Regions from separate parts of the Mus musculus genome. Here region 2 is linked to region 1. A link is a contact called in public Hi-C data. All regions are on one chromosome and are shown on one strand. The core of a region is the stretch at or near the end of the contact, and the rest is flanking DNA. Distances in the headings are between cores, read along the strand shown. Region 1 overlaps Zcchc7 (zinc finger, CCHC domain containing 7). Region 2 overlaps Zcchc7 (zinc finger, CCHC domain containing 7).

Region 1 (7,210 bases), core at 1,746-4,245:
AGAAAAGTCATTTTTATTGCAGGAAACAAAAGCCCCAAGCATTAGAGACTGTATATAAAAGTTAGCCTTTGGATTTAAATACTAACCGTGTTTTTGTTCTATTCATCTACACAACTCTCATTTATCTTCTTAGATTTGTATTGTTCCTTTTGTCTTACTTAATTTATATAATAAAAAAATTACATCTCTATACCAATATTAAACATCTTAAAAGTAGTTTAGCAACATTTGGTAGCCTTCATCTGAGTAAATAGAAAAGGCGTTATCTAAAAGTCATTTTTATTTAGCAGAGCACTTGCCAATTACAATAAAATGCCTATTATTCCAAGAACTTCATTATAAATCAAACAATAATCTTTAATGGTCTTAAAGTAAAACAACTTACTTCAAGTTCTTAAACTTCCACTGAACTTTTTAAAAGTGGCCTGGCTTGAGGTTGTGTGACTAGCGCAATACATAACAGAAAGAGTGACAGGGCAAGTACTCCCCACGTGCTGCATCATCTGCTCACAACAGTCACTACTGCATGAGCTGCCCGCCCTAAAGGAGCAGAAGCCCTAAGGAAGTATCTTTACTACAGCTCAACCTTTCATAATCTATTCTTTCATTTTCTTAATTAACATCCAGAATTAATGAGTTTTCTAATGCAGTGTCATATATATTTAGTTGTGGTCGATACCCAACTTCTGACCCACCCCTGTGTTCCCTTCAGCCTCAAGTATTTCCCTTTCCATGTCCAGACCATATGCATTCTGCTACCCTCCCCCACACTCCTCTCTCAAGGTCTACTTCTCCTTTCTTGAGCACCTTTCCACCTTCCTGGCATCTACCCATGCTCACTCCCACACAGAAACATTACAAGCTAGTACCTCCAAGAGAGAACATGTGGGACTTAACATTCTGAGCCTGGATTGCCTCATTCAATATATTATTTTCCAGTTCCATCTACCTTTTACATTTCCTGTTGAATGCTAATACCTGGATCTGCTCTCTACCAAGTACTTAAAAGTTAAACATCAAATTAAAAAGGAAATAACAAAGGGTTGATCCATCTAAAAAGTATTCCATAGAACAATAAGAATATTAATTTCAAGTGAATTTTTATTAACTCAGAGGTGAATTTGATTTGCAACTTAGTATCTATTTGATTTCTTTCCACTTCCTTTAAAGTTAAATACAGAAACGGTAAGAGGAGAGGCTTGTCTTTTCCTATTGCCATGCCATTTCACTAATGATCCACCTCTGGCTCTCTACAGACCTTCAGAAAATGTTAGTGAGACTACACGCTTAATCTGAAAGAAGCTGCGTGCTTTCCCATGGGATGGATGACCAACCACAAGGGGAGGGAACTGATTCAATTCCTGTAGCGAGAAAATCTTCAGGTTACTTTATACAGCTACCATACACTCTTTTCTTATTTTTTTCAAAGCTTCCATCTGGAGAATCTAAGCATATTTCAATTACAATTAAAGAGAAAGGTAAGAAAAATAGTATATGTAGATTTTTGTAGAAATGCCTTTCCCAAAAAGTTAAATACACAAATCTTAAATTGTAAGGGCTAGCCAAAGTGGGGCAGCTATACCTCAGAAGCAGTATATTTCATAGCTATCTGAATCATAAAATCTTACATATTCAACGCTACAGTAATCTCAGTAACAAAAATGTTAGGCCCTATAGCAAAGGTCTTCAACAGAATCGTACAATCTAATACGATAGATCAAATAATCTGAGATTTAGAAACTCAACAATTCAGTTAAAGTAGAAATCACATTTACCTAAACTGCAATTATAACATAATATTTGAACTGTGTAACACATTCATCCATTAACAGTGAATGCATAGGAAAATGTGTATTCTACACTTCAAGTACAAAGCTCATATTCTATCTAAATACATTTATTTAATATATGTAAGATAGATATATATGTGTGTGTGTGTGTGTGTGTGTATATATATATACACACACACACACACACACACACACACACACACACATACACACACACACGAATTAGCAGACAACTTATCTTTTAATTTGGTTATATTTCTTGCTTTTAGATGAAATGACCATAACTAACTAATCCAACTTGTAAGAACAATTTTGACTAAAATTTTACTAAAATATTTCAACATGCTAAGTGAGGAATTATGTGAAGAAGCACTACTAAGAATTTTTACCTCACAGTTTTAAAAGCAATCATTAATGTAATAAGCAACTAAACCGTTGGGTATGTTTCTTTTCTCCTTTTTACTCATTTATAATGGCATAAAGAATCAACTCCGGATTCTTTCCTTCTAAATTAAGGTTTGCTTATATACCTGGCAATTATCTTGATTCTAGAATTCTTATGTTCTGCTTTAAAAGCTCAAATGTAGAAACTTACACTTTGGGGCTTCTTTGCATATATTTCTCCTGATAAATTACATATTCACAAAAATGAACATAATCTTAAGAAATATGCATACAAATATGAAGTAGACTTCCAAAACCATGAAATATTGATAAAGTTAGCCCTTTTTGAAAACTACAAAAATCAAAAAAGAAAACTTTAAACACTTATTTAACTTCCTCACTTTCTTGTCAGTTTTTAGTAATAGTCATTTCTTAATCAAGAGAAAAATCTCTGGAAAGTTAAGTGTTTATTAAAATTCTCGATGAACAGCAAAGCACTGCTGGAAGACTTCTCTAGTCCATCCATCCCTTTAAATAATCAAACAATAAAACAAATATTACAAGAACAAGGCTGACAAAAAATCATAATGAACCTCTCAGATGAGAAACTAATTGGTACTAAGTACACAATGGCTTACATTTAATCCTGTTAATAACCACACAAAAAAAGAAATAAAAGACTCACTTTTCAGTCATCTCTCTGGACCACTGGGCTAAAATAACAGCATGACTAAATCTGACATTGACCCCGTGGCCCTGCTAGGAGTTAAAAGAATTCCTTTGAGCCTTCTGAGGCCTGTTTTCAACTGCTCCAGAAGGGGTGGGCTAGTCACACACACTTGTTAGCCTTCTTTACAGTAACAGGTCAAATTAGAAATGGTCACATACACTGTAATATAAAGCAGCACTTACTTTACGGCTGCCCAGAAAAGAATGCTAGCGTAGTTATATATGGCTCATAAAGTATCTTGATGACTGAAATATGATTACAGTTATGAGAATTTGTCCAAATAACATTATTAAAAATAGAACTTTAAAAACCAAATTCAGAATAAACTCAAATTAACAAAAAAAAACACTAAACAATATTCAAGAACAAACATTAAACTATAAAAAAATTAATTTCACTTTTTTTTTCTAGATTAATCAAGTTTTTAGCAGCCAACTAAATGAAAATATGCTTTGTGAATTTTCACAAGCTTTCTCAACATGAATCTTCAAAGACATTTTAGAGCAAAGATACAAATTTACCTGAAAGCAGCTTTCTATTTCATCCTTTTCTGAAATACAATTTACCTCCCACCCCAACAAAGAAGCCAATGCAACACCAGCAATGGGATAATCAAGGATACAATCTGCTACTCTTCACAATGCTTCCTCCCAGTATTAATATTGCTAATTATGCATGTGTATCCTGAAAAATGCCAGGACTGTATTTCTATTTCAAAGTGTAATCACTAAAAACTTTAAAAGCCAACTGCTAGCATGTATCCTGTATCTTTTTCTCATATCTGCACCTGTTTTTTAAAAAAGGCTCCAATTTATATCAATATTTAAAATTAAAAGTTCAAAAATTTCTGAATACTAAAAAGTGATATCCTTACAACCTGAAGAAAGAAAGTTGTATTATGGCATACCTGAATTAGAAGCAGTTTCTAAAGCAAAATATAAAAATTAATTTTTGTGATTCCCCTTCTCTACTCTTATATAGACCTCTTATAATTTTAGATTTTCATATTAATAAGCTTTAATAAATACAATCACTTATTGGGCAGTAATACTAAGTTTCACGGTACTTCTTGTTAATGTTTTAAAACATATATTGCTTTAGAATAGAGGCCAGAGAAACATTATAGCACTTTTCACTATCAAGCCTTGTCAAGCATGTTCAACCCTTTTAGTATTTTAAAATGGAGTTTCAGCACTTTCGTCTCTTAAAACTCTCTATTGGTCTGTCAGCTGGAGTCACTTGAAGCAGACAATTCCTTGCCCCCTCCCCCAACTTTTATTCTGTGCTCATCTCCTACTTTCTCTCATATCACCAAATATCATTTTTCAAAAAATACCAACACCCAACTGGAACACAGAAACACATTAATGTGACTTATTTCGTAAACAGCTCCAATTTAAATTCTAACTCAGAACAGAAACTGAACAGAAAATTTCAAAGCTAATCAGTTTTCAAAACACTCATTAATTAATTAATTCTCTTCTCATTAGCTTACCGTCACAGCATTTTCTGGCCTAAAACAAAGCATACATGAAAGTATTTCCGTTACACCTTAATATTACTGTACAAGTTTAGCTACTCAGTTTTAAAAGAACATTCCACCCAGTGCCAAAGCAAAAAGAGAGAGAGAGAACAAAAAAGAAACGCCACAAAACAAGAATTGCAAATAAAGACTGGCAAAGGCACCAGGCAATCATGACCTTTAAAAACAAAGGTTGTGTGACAACTGCCTGGGAGGTTTCAGCAGCACTGAGCACTCCCCCAGCTTCTGTCCTTGGTCCATTTCCAGCCTAGCTCTGCAATACTGTGCTAGTATGCTCATAGACAGTCAGACCTACACTTGCCATGAAAATATATTTTCAAAGCTGTACACTTTTATAGTTATGTTACTTTCACATTATAGAACATGCCCTGATTTGGTGCACTATCTCAAATTGTTGTATTTTGCAATTATTAGATTGAAACATCAAAGGTCAAGTAAAATTTTTTTTAAAAATACCATTCAGAAGTCTGAATAATTTTATAAACTAATAAAGATTATAAATATATGATCAAAAAGTTCAAATGTATTTTATTTAGAACAGTCAACGACTAGTTAGATATCAGCATATATTTTCTTGTTTTGAAACTGTTTTTAAAAGAAATAGTTTCTTGAGAACTCATTTCATACAAATCAAAATATTAGTGTAAAATCAAAATATTGAGAATAAACCAAAAAAGCAAAATAACATAAAAATGATGTTTCTTGGTAATTATGAATTCTGTAATCTAAGACACTAAAATTATCAAAAATTTAAAAAGAACACCGTTATTAGATACAGGATGGCCATTCTCCAACTATTAGAGTACCCATATATAGAAAATTACTAAATATCCAATTACTATTATGTATTACATTAAAAATTCCAAAATGATAAGTTAACCCTGACTCCCTCCTTCCTTCTATTTACCAACAACAAGGTTTTTCAGCCTGTTAACAGAGAGGCGTCACAGCATTACAACCTTTAAATGGCCAAGGATTTTTTATTTATTTATTTTATGTTAGAGTAATACACAATACTGTATTATGTCATGTTCATAAAACAGAAACATATACTTTTAAAACCTTTGTATATGGGAAAACTATTTTGTAGAGCTGTTAGATGCAGATTCCCTGTTTTTTATTTACAACAAAATTGCCTGATTGTTAAGCTGCCACAGCACATTTTTTCAAGGACTTAGCATTTGGCAGCATCAAGCTGTCATTTCATGAAACAAAATTACTCACATCTGAGAAGAAATAGCATCATCTATTTTTTTAAAGACAAATTTATAAAAAGATCTCAAGATAAAAATGCAATATTCCTAATCAAGTATATGAACATTCAAATGTCTACTTATATATGTTATGGACAACAAATTTTCAATATAGATGAAATCATATATACAATTATAACTAATCTCAAGAGTGTGCTTTTATTACATAATATTTAAAATAAAATTTTACAATACTCCTTACTGACAATTAGTATTTTTACTATTAAAACTTGACTCACGACAAAAAATATCTTCATTCTAACAGTAGTAAAATGATCAAGAACAGAAATTTACAGGACTAATAACTTTCCATCAATTTCATAAAGCTAACATATATTTTAAGCTTCTCAATAGTTTGGGAATTAAATTGCTACTGTTATTAAGGAAACAAAACCAAGATCAAAATGACTTTTTCTCTGCTAGTCCCCATGGATCTAACTACCAAACAATAATTCTTCACAATATGCCAAACAAAACAACATAGAAATATATGCACTGAGGAAAAGAAATAACAAAGGAACAAGTGTGGCGGTGTTTAAAAAACAAAAACAAAAAACAAAACTCTGTCCTCTTAGCAATCAACAAAATAAGAAGAAAGAAAAAGTAAAAAAGTCACTCAGAATATATGAGCAAATGAGCATGGGCACTCTTGCAGAAAACCAAGTCTGCAACCCAAAGCCATGGGAAATGTAAATGAGCAAGCAGCCACAATAGGCAGGGAATCTGCACAGATAGACTGCTGAGCCGCAGGTACCCTACTGAAGATCTTTTTGAGATTCCTAAACAAACTTTATTGGTTTAATCCATTTTTAAGAATAACTACCAAGACTCAAAAGAAGATTTAAGTTTTTCCTTTTTTGCTAAAATACGCACATGAGTGTAATATACTTAAAGGAAGAAAAGGGATTCTCGTTGCTTACTATTGCTTTAAAAAGTTGCACACAAACCTATAATCTTCAAGGTTTAAATAATCAAAGGAATAAAAACATCTAATGAAATAAAGTCTCTTTGCTGGTCCTGCTAACCTAGCGTTAGGTAGCTGCGCGATCCAACAGCAAGCACAGCTCCTTCACTCACACAGAACTATATTGTAGTCAGTTTTTTAACTAACCAATACTGTTGAAAATGAGATGATTTGAGGTTTGACTACTACATTTATTTTGTTAAACCCAATAATAATGATAATAATAATAATGGTTTTTCAAATGAAAACATTTTAAACAGAAAATTTTAAGTACAAATAGAACAATAACAACAAAAACACTCAGAAATACCTCACAAGCTACTACCTGGTGGATTTTTACCAAGAATTTCTTCAGAAACATTTAAACTGGGTATCATGAAGTTCTTCAACTATTTGGCATCAAGTTAAATGATTATTAGGCAATACTGAAACCGAACAATATTTAAATTGTAAGTATTCACCACAAAATCTGTGTCATGTCTAAAGCAAACCAAATGAGCAGAAATAAAAAGAAGGATCAAAATACTTGCCTATATAGAACTGACA
Region 2 (7,210 bases), core at 3,250-5,749, 130 kb before region 1:
TCCATCGCCTAGTAAAAGGGCTGAAGATGGCTAAAATCAGCATGCAGTGTGCTTTCACTCAATATTTAATACTGCTTAATTACAGGCATTCAAATATTGTCCATATACTGATAAGGCAATTTAAATAATTGGAAAATGATTATATTTTAGATGGATTGATAAAAGTATTTACACATTTATAAGCATACTATTGTTGTAGTTATTCTTGCATAATAACTCACTGTTAATTAAAACCTGATAGTTGTGAATTACAATGATTACTTCAACATTTTCTGAAAGAAAATCAACCAGGTTTCCATATAAAGAAAACTTCAAATTGAATTTGTTATTCTTACAGATAGAATATATTATATTCTAATAAAGATGAATTTATTTTGTTTTCATTTTTAAAGATCTCTATTCTTTTTATAATTTGTTTCTGAAAAGCTAAAAAAATACTCAACAAACCTTTTAACCTTCTGTTACATTTGAAGCTAATTTTTATCATTCAATAACAGTCACATAAAAATTCTTTAAATTAGTGGAAAAGCTAAAAGAGCTACAAAGTCAAATGTATGATGGTATTACTTAATAAAAGTAACGAGTACTGCCACACCACTATACAGAGACTCTGAGACCTTGAGAGATACAAGAATAATTCTGTTCTTATCAGGTTTAGGCTATAAGGGCTTTACCATTATTATGTTACCAAAGAGCTGCTACAATGCCAAAATATAATCCACTGACTGCATTTGTCACATATATGTATATAATATATAGACATGTATATGACTTTTATTTAATATAACACTAAAGTTTTAGATAACCCTGCAGATATACTACTATCCCTTGCACTGTGGCCCGGGCAGACAATGGTAGATGAGTCTGCCTGTTGGCTCACTTTATATCTCTGTAAGAGGAAAGCAGTATAAAGATATGTTTTAAAAAAACTGCCTTTTCTCTTTTCTGAACTGTATCATACAAAATCTTTTATATACTAAACTTCAACAACTATTAATTATATTGTGCTATATAACTGTATAATTAAAAGAAATGGTCTCTCAGTACTATTTAATACATCAAAAATGTATTAAATAGTAAGACAATATTGAATTACTGACATTATTTAAACTGGAAAGTCAAAGTGAGCTGACTTTATATTGAGAATTAATCAAACGGATTATACATCAATAGTTATTTTCTGCTTTCAGTAAGACTAAAATCATAATAAATCAGAATTGAATAATAAATCAGAAATTGACTATTAAATATATATGTCTATAATTCAAACAAGTATAGACTTTTAAGGATAGGAGAGTTGAATTGTCCTATATGAAAGGTACACTAAGCTTTTTCTAGCTGCAGTTAAGAATGTATTTCAGCAAAAGCAGAAAGTGATAATGGATGATATTGTGGGCTGTATGCTTATGGACTGTGGTAACACAGTGTTCTAAAGACGCAGTTTTATAGCCTCTAAAATACTTTCCCCCTTTAATTTAGTGAATATAATCTAAGCCTGAGGGTATTATGATAGAATCATTTAATGACATGAGTAATAAAAATCAGCTGAAATCTTTTAAAAACAGGAAAATAAAGAGCAGGCAGTGGGCAGGAGAAAGGGAGAGGTGCATTATTGCTTTCTCAGTACAAACTCTCCAGATGTTTATTATCTTGCTGCAGAAGATGCTTGTCTATATTTTATGGTCAGCAGTTCAGAGAAGGGTAAATAGGCTGGGTCTTGGGGAAAATAAAAAGGTGTTTTTACTCACCGTTAGGTGATACTGCCTCCAGATTTCTGGGCAAGCCTGGAAAATAAAAATATTGATCAGCTGGGAGCATGAAACAAGGTACTTTACAGCCTGTTGGTTTTGGCATAACCCAGCATCCACCGGTGTCGGTCACAGGAAAATAAGAAGCTTAACAGAAAGGGTCTGCATTTCAGCTTCAAAAACCTGGCTAGACGGTTTAATTGAATTTTACACTGCTTTAACACACTCCCTGCCATTGTCAGGAAGCCAGTTACAAAGTTTTCCTCTCTTTCTTCACAGGTTAGAAGTTTGGTATGATGCTGGGCCGTAACTCAGTTAAACTGGTAAATCAAGAGCAGTGGTCTAGATCTGTAAGACTAACCTAGAGTGTCTTTTAAAAGAGCACCACTTTTAAGATGCTTTAACTGTGCAGTGTACTTATCTGTAATGTCTGTTGGTGCTAACTTAAAACTTAATGAAAAAGAGAATAAAAAAGGAAAGCCAAGCCAAACCAAAGAAAGCAAAATCCCTAAAATCTATAGCCTTTCTCTTATACATCAAAATTTTACATGTTCATATTTATCGAGAAATAATCTAAAAACAAAACAATGAAACCTCAAAAAATCTGTTCAAGATGAACTTACTGAAATCAGAATAGATAACAAAAATCCTCAGCACCAGGAACAGACACCAGCAAGAGACCCTTTTCCTGAGTCACACACTGATCTCTCCCAGAGGAAACTGTCTCTAGCAGCACTGTTTCGCTCATCAGTTAACCATCCTTACAGAAGAAGAATGTTTTAACAGTAACTATGCACAGCAAAATCTCTACTGAAAATACCACATATGTAGTTAGAACAAAGATATATAACTCAGGTGAAAAAGCACACATTATATACTTTAGGCTTAACTAGCCTGTGCAATTTTCTATAGGAAAGCATGTAAATTAAAATGTCCAGTGGTCTTCCTCCCAGTTCTAGCGGCATATTCATCAAATATGTAGTATCTGGAAAACCCATTACTTAAGTCAATGATTTCTCTACTAGTAATGCTAACTGAAAGAAAAATACTTTTATAAAATTAAAAGTAGCTTTTTTGGTTCTCAGGTTAAGGATGACACACTCAAACATACTTACATACAAAACTTAATGTACGATATATCTTCAAGTACTCACTTCCTGCCTTCTGGCATAAAACTTTTGCTATGTACATATAATTTGAGTTCAATTACTATAGAGATAGCAAGCAGTTATTTATACATTAGTTATGGATAGTTCTTGATTACCACAGTATCCTCAGAATAATATGGTTGAAAAATCACAATCACTGAGTTGTCATAGACTGGCAGAATGCTACTCTACCATGTGACCTTTTCTGGTGTAGTAGCAATTTAGTAATAAAGAATTCCTTAGTTTTTGAACAATCATCTGATTGCCCTGTACAGGAAGATGATGACTGATATGGGAGTGGATGATATGAAACTTCTTCTCTTTTATTAGATAACAGTACTACAATTAAAAAAGACTTCAAAGCAGAGGTCATTGGAGAGCATACATGTTAATTCTAAATACAAAATGTAACCGCAATCATTAATCAAAATTTAAAATCCTATTTTTCCTACATGCTAAACTTTGGTGACTTCTTTTTAACACTCCTGAGTATTGTACACAGAGATATTTTAAAAATTCTCAGCAAGCAGAATGGCTAAGCATGGAAAATTTAGATAGAATAAACTTCTAAAGAAAGAAGCTAACTACTGCAAGTGAAAACTTGGTCTGATTAAAACATTTAGACTGAATGGGTAGTCAGCTGAAGTGAAAACACACACAGCATCATCATGCAGTCCTGGCCCACGGCTCCCACCTTCCTGGCATTTAGGTAGATGAACACCAGAACACACACAGCGCACTCGTACATCTGTTTCGGCAATGTGGTTCACTGCTTGCCAACTTTTGCCCAACTAGTTTTCCTGTCTATTGTACTTTGGATAATAAACATACATGAATAACTGAGTGTTATTATTCATAACATTCAAAGATGAATCAACATACTTTGCCATGCCAGATGAATTGAGAGTTTATATTGTGCATTTTGAACCATATTGAATTTTATCAGGTGCTAATTATTGTTTTATGAGAACAACGGCTTAGTGCATCTGTTGTTTAATTCCCACTTCCCTATTCTCAAATGCGTACATCAAAGAAAATAAAACACTCAATCTTAAACAGCCCCTGACAGCAGACCAAGACTCAAGTGCTCAACAGACAAGGCCCTTGCCACCAGTTCTCATATTTCCACAACAATGAACAAACACAAAACAAGGCTAAGCGGCCTTTCCTCCTCCTCAGCTCCCCTCGGCCAGTTGTCTGCCTTGTACTGAGGGAGCCTGGAACGCAGCCCTGCTGGGAGCACAGCACAGGAGAAAGGATTAGCCTTACTAACATGCGAGCATTTGCAAAAGGGAAGAAAAAAACCCCCAGTACTGTATTTGGTATATGAATAACCAAAATGTATGAGCTGACAAGAGACCAGGACAGGCCTGTGGCTCCCCGGGAGAAAATGTAGCTGTGATGAGTGACAGGGCTTTCAGGAAATATGTTCACAATCACAGACAGTGAAGGCCATGACCTAGATCGTTTAAGAGCTTGTCTTGTCAAATTATCAAAAGCTTCTTCCTCTCTGAATAAAGAGTGACATAAGTGAGTGTCAGGAAGCTGCAGGCTGACAAGCCAAGCATACAATAACAGAATGCACGTCACATACATGCTCACCACCGCCACTGCTAGCGGCAAATCTTAATGAGAGCGCGGCCAGCCCAGGAGACTTGGGTCCCTGCTGGCACAGCTACTCATCTCACAAAAATCCTTCAGCTCCAAGTCAGTTAGGCTCTGACACGACAACTACAATTACGAAACACAACTTTTTAACAGAATCCTCTGGTGCTTTGTCAAAGCCTCTGCTGTTAAGAGCTGGCCCCTTAAGTCACTGCAGCAAAACAAAAGATTTAATAAAACAAGCAATGCTTATCAATGCTGAATAACTTAAATTAAAAAAAATAAAGAGAATAATTTTGTTTAAAATCTGTTGACTGAGAAGTGATGGCAAGAAAAATAATCCCATCTCTGGAATGACTGTGAGTGTGAGTCTCCCCACACACTGATGCTGTTTTAAGCACCTTCCATTGCAAGGGACAGCCCTACACTGAAACCTGGTCAGCAGACTCTTCACAAAGACTCTCAAGTCATCCAACTGTCCAAACACTTGCCTAACCACCGTGTATGCATGGGGTTCTCCCGATATATTTATGTGAGCTGGAGTTTATCTTAGGAGGGAAGAAAATTAAGAGAATATTCTAACATTTACCTTAAACCAAAATTCTACATAAAGACAGCTCTAAGGTCTAACATTACAGAAATCTACAATTAAAATTCAAAATGTTTTAAGATTGTTTACTATATTTCTACTTTGCATAAAAATGGCTATTCTTGGTAAGGAGATAAATACATAAACACAAATAGGTTTAGACATATATTCAACACCTATAGTGTGGCAATGTATACAGAATCTATATATTTTTCAGCAATAAGTATGAAAATCCATTCACTGATCACTACCTCAAAGCTGCTTCCCAAATGAACTAGACTCCATAAAACTAACTTTTGATTTAAAGTCAAATTTTAGTCAGTGTTTATACTCAAAATTCTCTATAATCAGGAAAACTAACAAGCTATTTTTTTTTTTTGCAGAAAATATTCTCTTTTTTTGTATTCTCCTAAGTTAAGTGTAGTTATAAGGGCATAAAGTTTGTTAAATTATATTTCAGTTTTATTGGAAATGCAATTGTCCTACTTTACAGAAAAATATTTAAAATTGATCACAAAAGACCCTCAATATACTCACACACACTCAGTTCTCTTATGTAACATTTTCTTTAGAAAAAGAGTTTTTTAATAAGGAATCACAATGTCTGGAGATACTCTGATTCTAGATGACTGACATATGTTTGTTTATTTTACAAAGAGCTGCTAATTCTCTGACACTGCTTTTAGCTAAGGAAAATGAAACGTCAAACAATAGGAGAAAAAGAAGACAATGAGTCATGCGAGCACAACAGCTAACATTAGATATGCAGAACCAAAGAAAAGGCTGGGTTCAAATCCTGGCCCTGCTACTTACTGTCCTAGGCAAATTACATACTGCTGCGTCTCGGCTTTTGTATTTATGAAACAGGGCTCCCAGAACTCTCTCAATGTGCTGCTGTGATGGTTAGAGCTGAGAAGATTAATTCTTTAGAACAAAGCCTGCTAAATAGCAAGGCTCAACTGTTATTAGTCATGACTACAGTCACATGAGAGTGGCACTCTCTATACTCTATCAAAGCTCTATGGTCATGGACAAACGGACATCAATAAGGTAGCTGAGACTCCATCGGAGAGTGGTTGAGCTTGGTAGGAAAGCAAAGACTCCCAGAAACAAATGTAAAAGGAGAGAACAAACGACATTTCATTTAGATATTGCTGCTTGTGACTCCCTTCGTCATGGGAGTTGAGGAGAGACCAAAACCATTAGCACTTAAGTTATCCATTTAGTTTTACATTCAGATGAGATCTACTTAATGTTTTTAGTTGTTTACAATCATAGAAAAGGATACTGGATCAGATTGTATTTAGAGTTAACTTCTGACTACAAAATTTTTAAGCTATTTTGGCCACTGATGATCCACCCTATTCTCAAAGGGACTTGTTTACTCAAGCTCAGGTCAGTTCTTTTTCCTAGAATGTCTAAATAATAATGGGCACAGCGTTTTTTCCAGCATTTCCTTTTTAACAGTTACCAGAGATTTCCTTCCAGGAAACTCTCTCTTGAAGGAGAGAAATTTGGAAGGTAAATGGAATGTTATCCCTATGTAGCCCAGCCTGGACTTGAAGCCGTAATCCTGCTCTTAGCTTCCTGGATGCTGCAATTACATGTGCCAAGAACCTCCATTTCTGTTCTGTTCTTTTCTTTCTTTTTTTTAAAGGATTTATTTATTATTATATGTAAGTACACGGTAGCTATCTTCAGACACTCCAGAAGAGGGCGTCTGATCTCATTCAGATGGTAGTGAACCACCATGTGATTGCTGGGATTTGAACTCAGGACCTTCGGAAGTGCAGTCGGAGCTCTTAACCGCTGAACCATCTCTCCAGCTCCCCTTCTTTTCTTTTAATTAAACTTTTTTTACATTACATGCATTGTGCGCTGTTTATAGCTGGTGCCTGATGCCTTCTGTAGCTGCAGTTATAGACGTTTTTGAGCCACCATGTGGGTGCTGGGAATTGAATTTGGGTCTTGTGCCATGCAGTAACTCTCTTACCCACTGCCCCATCTCTCCATTGCCTCCATTTCTTTTAAAACAACCTTTTACATTGATTTTGTGTGTGTGCATCTCTAAGTGTTCATGCATGTGGAGGTCAAAGGACAACTTGCTGGAATTGGTTTTC

The links. Hi-C and Micro-C count contacts between places; a contact is called where the count stands out from the background.
Region 2: a Hi-C map of pre-B cells shows a contact between it and region 1, with 5 times the contacts expected there. The contact joins two enhancer-like sites. A contact is called at or near these places in 2 of 15 datasets of contacts at CTCF or cohesin (large pre-B cells and pro-B cells), 34 of 484 Hi-C or Micro-C datasets (3T3-L1-derived adipocytes, the 63-12 cell line, the AML12 cell line and 23 more), 11 of 115 datasets of contacts at active chromatin or transcription factors (the 230-238 cell line, CD8 T cells, the HPC-7 cell line and 5 more) and 3 of 9 other capture datasets (adipose tissue, liver and pancreatic islet).

Annotation. Positions count from the first base shown.
Region 1 is chr4:44,774,251-44,781,460 of GRCm38.p6, reverse strand. All of the region lies in intron 2 of Zcchc7 (zinc finger, CCHC domain containing 7), which reads right to left. Among named protein-coding and RNA genes, the nearest start is that of Zcchc7, 21 kb to the right of the region's middle. Within about 2 kb of position 2,995, at least 5 of the 459 cell types and tissues checked have an H3K27ac peak or open chromatin away from gene starts, as enhancers often do. A contact at or near this core is called in pre-B cells, where this site is marked.
Region 2 is chr4:44,903,025-44,910,234 of GRCm38.p6, reverse strand. It overlaps Zcchc7 (zinc finger, CCHC domain containing 7), which reads right to left. Exons shown (of 9, transcript NM_138590.4): 6 at 1,749-1,784. Among named protein-coding and RNA genes, the nearest start is that of Gm12678, 37 kb to the left of the region's middle. Within about 2 kb of position 4,499, at least 73 of the 459 cell types and tissues checked have an H3K27ac peak or open chromatin away from gene starts, as enhancers often do. A contact at or near this core is called in pre-B cells, where this site is marked.